Regions from separate parts of the Mus musculus genome. Here all the other regions are linked to region 1. The links are chromatin contacts, called in public HiChIP or PLAC-seq and promoter capture Hi-C maps. All regions are on one chromosome and are shown on one strand. Each heading gives the region's core, a stretch centred on a gene start, on an enhancer-like site or on the middle of the called end of the contact. The rest is flanking DNA. Distances are from core to core; before and after follow the strand shown. Region 1 holds the start of Ipo7 (importin 7). Region 2 holds the start of Ampd3 (adenosine monophosphate deaminase 3). Region 3 holds the start of Adm (adrenomedullin).

Region 1 (2,551 bases), core at 27-2,526:
AAAAAAAAAAAAAGATACTTATATGTGTGTATAAAGCGTGCATATACAATTTAGTATTTGTGTATATGCAGTATACATATATATGTATATGAACACACACACACCAAAACACTGAGACTCAAAGAGACCTTACAGAGGCCTTTTTATAAACCTATTAAATTCTTACTAATATATAAAATAGCCAAGTTCAGAAAAAAAGAACGCTGATGAAATCAGTACAATAGAATATCAATATAACAGTTTTCCAAGGGGCACTGCCCAAAACACGTGGAAGAGAAACCAACTCTCCACTAATGTTGCATATGAAAGCTCTATAGGCTCTAGATTATCTCACTTGACCATCACAGCAACCGTACGGCCTAATTTCATGAATGAGTACAACTCAGGATCTGGAGGTGAGACTTGCCCAAGGTCACTCACTCCAGAAATCATTGAGGCTGCTATACCTAGAAGGTCGCACTTTATCTGACCCGTTCCACTACATCATCCCGCCTCCCAACTGTGGTACTAGGACAGTACCAGAGCGGGGATCGCACAGTGTAACCCACACTACCCCTGCCCTACCAGATCTGAAATCTGTCCCTAGCACCTCGCCGGCGAGAAGAAAGTTGTACCGGACAGGCAGGTCACTGATCCGCCAAGAGCACACACAAGGCTGTCAGGCGCAGCCCCCAGTGGACTAGCTAGCCTCCCCAGGAACCCCGGCCGACCGGGCGCCGGAAAGACTGGTCTGGGACACATCTCTACACCCTCCCAGTTTGTCTCGCCCCCTCCCGAGAGCAAACTGGGAGACAGCCAGAGGGCGGCGGGCCACGGGAGCCGGCCATGTGTCCAGACCGTCACGCCCGCCTAGCTCGGCCGGCTCCACACGCCCAGACCCGGGCCAGAGGCCCACTCGGAAGCCGACCGAGTGGCGGCCTGGACGCCGCGTCCCCACAGTGGAGCCTGGCACGGCGGTCAGATCTCCGCCCAACCTCTCCAAATGGGCTCGTCGGAGCTGTGCTCCGCGTCTCCAGCCAGGCCTGGAAGTCTTGGCCTGCCGGCCCACAAGCCCGCAGCAGCCGCTAGCCGGCCGTCCTTACTTCATTGAGCTGGCGCTCAGCGGCCTCGCGCAGGGCTGGGTCCATGGTGCCCCGGAGGGCCTCGATGATGGTGTTGGGATCCATCGCCGCGCGGTCGGTCAGACCCGGGACACCGGTGCTACTGAGGCAGAAATAGCGCCACTCACTGCGCACATGGACCGGCCGCGCTCCGCAGCGGCAACCGGCGCGAAAGGAAAGAGAAGCGCCAAGGCCCCGGATAGAACCTTCTCGCCTCGGCGTGGAGGCGGGAGATGCTCCGGCCACTTCCTGTCAAGTCTCCGGCGGAGCACCCTGGGAAATGTAGTCCCCAAACGCGGACACGGCCCACGTGGCTGGCTCCCACTGTAGTCAGTGAAAGGGACAACGTTCAAACGCCACAAAGAGAAAAGTAAAATAGTTACAAAATTTTATATGATATCCCTAGAGAATCTCAAGAAGTGTGTGATGCAATACGTTGTTACTAACTGTATAATTAAAAGAAATTTCTGTTTTGTTTTTGTTTTGTTTTTTGGTTTTTTGAGACAGGGTTTCTCTGTATAGCTCTGGCTGTCCTGGAACTCACTTTGTAGACCAGGCTGGCCTCGAACTCAGAAATCCGCCTGCCTCTACCTCCCAAGTGCTGGGAGAGTGCTGGGATTAAAGATATGCGCCACCACGCCCAGCTCTGTTTTGTTTTTTGAGACAGGCTTTTGACCTGAACTTGTTGCAATACCACTGCCTGAGCCTCCCAGATGGAACTTTCTCAACAATGATTTGAGATGAGTTTCTAAATGCCATAAAAACTGCTCCACTTTGATTCATTAATCTCATTTTGTAAGACTTTATCCTATATATTGAAGTTGTGCCTTATTAATGAGTGTTCAAATCTCAGCTACGTCATTATATAAATTATTTCTAAATTCAGAATAAATGCATAATGTCCATTAAAACTCCCTGTGTATGGATATTTAAACCTCTAATTCAGTAGTTCTCATCTTGTGGGTCTGTGGATCGTGACCCCTTTGTTGAATATCAGCTATCCTCTGCATATCAGATATTTACAGTATAATTCATAGCAGTAGCAAAATTGCAGTTATAAAGTAGCAATGAAAATGCTACTATCATGGTTGGGAATCATCATAATATAAGTAACTATATTGAAGGATTGCAGCAGTGAAAATATTGAGAACTACTGTCATACATCTCAAATCATTTTACCTTTAGAAATCAAATCAATTTTCAATTAGAATCTAAGGGAAGCTATATACTGAGCTTCAGGCAGGCCTGAGCTACAATGTTTGAACCTGTCTCACAAAGGAGCAACAGGGAGCTGTAGAAATGACTCAGTGGTTAGGACCTTATGTTCTTGAAGAAAGCAGGAATTCAGTTCTCTGTGTACAACATACTGTCCTTAAATTTGTAATCCTGCTCCACCCCACAAGTGCTGTACTACCATACTTGATTATAAATTCTCATGAAATAAGAATATT
Region 2 (2,551 bases), core at 30-2,529, 750 kb before region 1:
CAGCCACATGCAGTTTGGGGACACTCCCGTTAGAAAACATCTACTAAGGGGCCTCTCAAACTTGCATCACAGGCCTCTGCCAGCCTAGACCAGCCATTAGCAGATCTGCTCTTAAAGCAGCTGCAGGAAGTTCAAGGGCGGAACCAACCTACTACAGCACAAGGGTGTACTCCCAGTGACTTGCCCAGTGACAGGAGGTAAGAAAGGGGTCCTCAAACGGACTCATCATCTGGTCCATACCTCTGCCTCCACCTAGAAGTTCACCCCAGCCCAACACACCCAGTGAGGCTCAGGCACCTAGAAACTTGTCCAGGAGCTCAAAAGCTAGCATGCCCGGTTCCTTTAATTTCCCTAAATCTTGAGATTTTTCTCTAAGCCAGGAACCAGAGGTGCTGCAGGCTCACCAGAGGCCAGGACCCAGGCCACCGCTGGGTAGGGACGGGGAACAGGCTCTGGAGGTGGGAGCTGCGGAGGTTCTGGTCTCTGAGCACAGAGGGGACTGGGCACAGAGCGCCGGCCCAAGGTCAGCGGCGCAGCATCGCGCGCACTCACCGGATTCGGAGGGCAGGGCCATGGGGGCCGGCTGCCGGGCTGGAGCGCAGGTGCCGCGCCGGGCAGGGCGCACAGGGCAGCGGCAGCAGCGCACTGACGCCTGCGCGGCCCGGTACGTGGAGCTGGACCCGACCAGGCCGCGCTTGCAGCCCGTGCCCGCCCCGCAGGAGCCCGCGACTGGTGGGGACCAGGCTGAGCGCTGTGCGGCAGGGCCCGGTGGCGGGGCAGAGAGCCTGTGCAGCGGGATCGCGCACTACCTGGAGGACCCGAAGCTACCCGAGGCGCTGGGCCGCGCTGCCAGCAGGAAACCTAAGCACCCGGGCGCGGCAGCCTCCCTGTCCTCGGCCGGAAGCGAGTCCGGCTCCACCCGGGCTCCGTGGGGCCGCGACACTGTCCCGGGTCAGATGCCAGCAGGGATACCCGCTCTGAGCCTCCCTACCACCAATCTAGCTGCTGCGCCTCGAGGTGTTTGCCCACCTCCTCCTCCCCTCCCAACCAGGACTTTCCCCAAAAAACGAGATTCTAGAGGCATGGTTCCCTCCACGACACTTACTCTTGGTAGCTAAACCGACCAGCAAGCGTTGGTTTTCTCCAGGTGTTGGACCGGTCCCTTGAATCACCTTCCCGCCCCTCCCAACACACACGGGCGCGCGCGTGTACACACACACACACACACACACACACACACACACACACACACACACACACACACACACACACACTTCCTTGCTTCCCAGCCTTCTGCGGTCTAGTTTCTATGCCAGCCCCTCAAAGTCCGGAATGACCTCTGAGTTGCCAAGGCCAGCGGGAGCTTTCTGTGCACCCTTGCTCACCTCTTCCCAGCACTGCAGCCTGCTGACCACGCCTTCCTTCCTGGAACACAGCTCCCAAAGTTAGCACTGGGTGTCTGCCGCCGCTGGCTTCCACAGACTTCCACAGAGTGACCGGTTTCTTAGCCTCCATGGCCTGGTTTTCCATTATGCTGCTCCTGCTCCGAGGAGTCTCGGGATGCCAGCTCCCTGGATCATTTCTGGAGCTAACTCAGAGAATCCAGGCCCATCCAGGTGGTTTTAATGGCCTCCTGCCTGCTGATAAGCTAGTAAACTCTTAGGCCCAGAATACTCTAGAGCGGCAGGTGCATCTCAACCAGAGATTCCTAGGCCCAACTCCTAATTGCCTGCTGGTGGTTTTAGTCTTGACCAGTGACCTCACCCAAGCACCCCCACTTTAAGCCACACTGGGGAGCCACCTTTTGACTTGTGCCTCTTTCACAGAGTTACTGCTACTGTGAGTTTTCATTCACTTCACAGCTGTCTCATTTAAGCACCAAATTTTATTCTTTCTACTTCATAGCCTGATGCTTGCAATCTACATATTTATCAATGATACTCACATGACTGCTAATATACATTACATAGCACACTTAAAATGTTAAAGATGTGATAAAAATGAAGCAATAATTTAAAAATACGACAGGATCTCACTATGCAGCCCTGGCTCACCTGGATTTTGCTATATGGACCCTCCTTCTGCCTCCAGACTGCTGGGATTAAAGGCACATACCATCAACCCAGAAAATTATTTTCCTTTTAATGAATAGTATGCTGCATCTTTTTCTTCTTGCTTTAAAGTTGCCCATGATCGGCTTGGTGAAAGAACCGTGATTAAACTAGTTTGCTAGGCCAGGCTTGGTGGTCCATGCCTTTGATCCCAGCACTCAAGCAGCATACAGCTATCTTTGAGTTTGAGACCGGCCTGGTCTACAAAGCAAGTCCAGGACAGCCAGGGCTCTGTTATACAAAGAAACCCTGTCTAACAGAAAAACAAACAAACAGAAACAGAAACAAAAAGCTAGCTAGTTTGCTGAACCTTAATTTTTTTTAGATTTATTTATGTGCATGAACCTTTTGTTCCCATATATGTCTGTGCATACCTGTGTATTTGGTGCATGAGGAAGTCAAAAGAGGGCATTGTCTCCCCTAGAACTGGAGTTATGAGT
Region 3 (2,551 bases), core at 18-2,517, 610 kb before region 1:
GGGAACCCTGGTTCATGCTCTGGCGGTAGCGTTTGACACGAATGTGGGCTTCGCTCTGATTGCTGTGAAGAAGGAAGGACACCTCATCAACCGGGGCTTTGGTCCCAACCACCTGGGACCGGAGCCATGCAGTACCCGAGGGACCTGGAACCCGTTCCCTCCGCCGGAGCCTCAGCTGCAGTGCAGCCAGGACAATCCCCAGGGTCAGAGTAGTGGAGAGGGCACATCCTCTGCAGAGAGCATAGTTACCTGGCTTGTAGGGGGCCAGTTGTGTTCTGCTCGTCCAGGAATGGATCAAGAGTCTGGGTAGGAACTGTCGTCTCATCAGCGAGTCCCGTAGGGTAGCTGCTGGATGCTTGTAGTTCCCTCTTCCCACGACTTAGCGCCCACTTATTCCACCTAGAAAACACAAGCAGATGCGTTTGGCCTAAGTTCAAGTGATGTCCCAGCCAGCTCCACTCCCTTTGTAACACCTCCAGACCATCTCTCAGTTTTCTCTCATTGCCAGGTATTCAAAGTGAAGAAAGAAAGCACGGCCCAAACTCACTTCTTTCGGAACTGCGAAGGAGTATCTGGCCCTGCAGTGTCCGCGCCTAGGAAAGCGAGTGAACCCAATAACATCAGGGTGATGGAAACCAGCTTCATTCTGTGGCGATGCTCTGATACCCTGGAAAGGAACAAGACACCGAGTGTGAGCAACCGGGCCAGCAGCACGATCCCGTCAGCACGCGAAGGGTGGCGGCAGGACGGGGAGCCGCTTGGCAGCGCTCTTCCTGGCTCAGCTGCTTATCTCCCCCACTGGCGCAGAGAAACACCGGAGATTTTTGCGCTGGCCGGGTGGGTGACAAGCAAGGCAAAGGAAGCCATTGAGAAGTGCCAGGCTTCCAGAGGTTTCCAACTAAAGTCCCAGGATCTCAGCCCAAGGAGGAGGGGGGATCTCAAGAGAGCTCCAGCTGTGCGCATGAGCTAGACCTGGGCAATGAGGTGTTCTCTACATTGGATACCCTAAAGTGGGTTGTTCCCCCTTGTCCAGCTCTGCAAGTTTTGGGGCTTTGGCAAAGCCGTCCCCCTCCCTAACATGCTGGAGGCCAGCGGTTCCTACCTGATAAAGGGGTGCGTTGTCAAGCACTTGAAGCAGAAAGAAGTCCTTCTGACAGTAGCAAAACCCCAAAGTCCAAGATTGACTGCGATGAGAAGCCGAGAAACCAGGAGCGGGAGCGGTAACGCTGGAGTTGCTCTGTCTAGTGTCACCAAGAAACCACTGACTAGTGAGCACCAGCTCCAGCGTCTTATAAGCGCTCAGGGGCGGACGGTGGGCGTGGTCAGATTTGCCCTGGAGTCCTCCCTCTCCAGCGTGCTTGCTTCTAAAACCAGACCTGCCCTGCAGCTTGCCTGTGGGTATGGGGGGTAGGGGTAAGAGGTCCCCTGTGGCTAGACATCTCAGAGATCCGCTCTGAGAGATTAGACTGGAGCAGGACTTCCCTTGCCCTAATTTCCCAGCATAGAGTTCAAACAGTGAGAAGGGAAGGGGAACCAGAACAACTCGGGTGGGGTGAATCCTTTGCCCATAATGTGTACAACCCAGAGTGCTGATCTGAGCTTCCTGGACAGTGCTGCAAGAACCGGGAGACGGGTGGGACACATGGATAACCAAAACCCCGGACTTGGGGAGCTGTGACCTCAAATGGACCGCGCCCCCTGCCGGCTTAGCACCTGACTGAGCCTCGACCCCCATCTGTGCCCGCAGGGTACACCTGGAAGGGAGAGGCTCAGTCTCCAGTGACTGGGACTGAGGGGTTTCTCGATAGACTAGCCAGTACGGATTTCGTAATAAGGGCAGAACTGGGAACAGCTGAATTGGAAATTGGGGTTTGGAGAGGGTAGTTATCTGAAAATTCAGAACTCACATTCCTATTTGGAAATACAGGAATAGCCAAAATTAGGAAGAGAGATAGTTTTGTTTTCTTCCTTGTGATACTATTATCCCTTATAAGGCTATGACCTGCGAGTTGACCTGACTGCCTTCATTCATCCATCATAAACGTGAGGATTGACTGACTGGGAGCACACTAATGCCTCACATATGTTAATCACTTTACAGTTGACAAATCCCAGCCAGATCCCAATCGCTTTTGATCTCTACACTCCCGAGCTGGTGTTCTCTTGAATTAAAGTGAAGTGCCGAAAGGGTAAGTCTATTGCCCAGTCACACTAAAGGTGGGAAGCTGTAGAGTCTGGACTCAAAAGACTGGGGCACAGCGGCTCGGTTTTCTGGCTGGGGTCACCATTCTCATCAGGTGGGGGGAGAATGCCGGCCCCCGCCTAGCCCAGAGATATGTGCTAATTCACGATGAATCAGTTCGAACACGTTTGCCACGGGCTGGTGCTCTTCACAGATCCGTGAGTTCACTTTCTTCCCTTCTAGGGCCAAACTGGGCGACAGGCGTAGCTCCGCATGCAGGTCTCCCGGAAGGTCCCGAAGCTAAAGACATGACCTACGACAGCTCCTAGCCCCCAGCCCTGGTGATGTGGACACAGACAACTCATGTCC

The links. Promoter capture Hi-C pulls out the DNA fragments that hold promoters and counts their contacts. HiChIP or PLAC-seq counts read pairs in DNA pulled down with a chosen protein or histone mark.
Region 2: a contact with region 1 is called in a promoter capture Hi-C map of erythroid cells, with 8 times the contacts expected there. The contact joins the promoter of Ampd3 here to the promoter of Ipo7 in region 1. A contact is called at or near these places in 2 of 39 promoter capture datasets (erythroid cells and pre-B cells).
Region 3: a contact with region 1 is called in an H3K4me3 HiChIP or PLAC-seq map of pro-B cells, with 6 times the contacts expected there. The contact joins the promoter of Adm here to the promoter of Ipo7 in region 1. A contact is called at or near these places in 5 of 39 promoter capture datasets (cranial neural crest, embryonic stem cells, hippocampal neurons and 2 more), 4 of 115 datasets of contacts at active chromatin or transcription factors (astrocytes, embryonic forebrain, large pre-B cells and 1 more) and 1 of 9 other capture datasets (liver).

Annotation. Positions count from the first base shown.
Region 1 is chr7:110,017,040-110,019,590 of GRCm38.p6, reverse strand. Ipo7 (importin 7) reads right to left here and starts at 1,276. Exons shown (of 25, transcript NM_181517.5): 1 at 1,083-1,276. The coding sequence starts at 1,166.
Region 2 is chr7:110,766,934-110,769,484 of GRCm38.p6, reverse strand. Ampd3 (adenosine monophosphate deaminase 3) reads right to left here and starts at 1,279. Exons shown (of 15, transcript NM_001276301.1): 1 at 1,106-1,279. It also overlaps B430319F04Rik.
Region 3 is chr7:110,626,373-110,628,923 of GRCm38.p6, reverse strand. It overlaps Adm (adrenomedullin), which reads right to left and starts at 1,267. Exons shown (of 4, transcript NM_009627.2): 1 at 1,103-1,267; 2 at 548-667; 3 at 250-399; 4 at 1-62. The coding sequence starts at 645. Gm28863 (a long non-coding RNA gene) reads left to right here. Exons shown (of 3, transcript XR_003946665.1): 2 at 509-2,189; 3 at 2,426-2,551.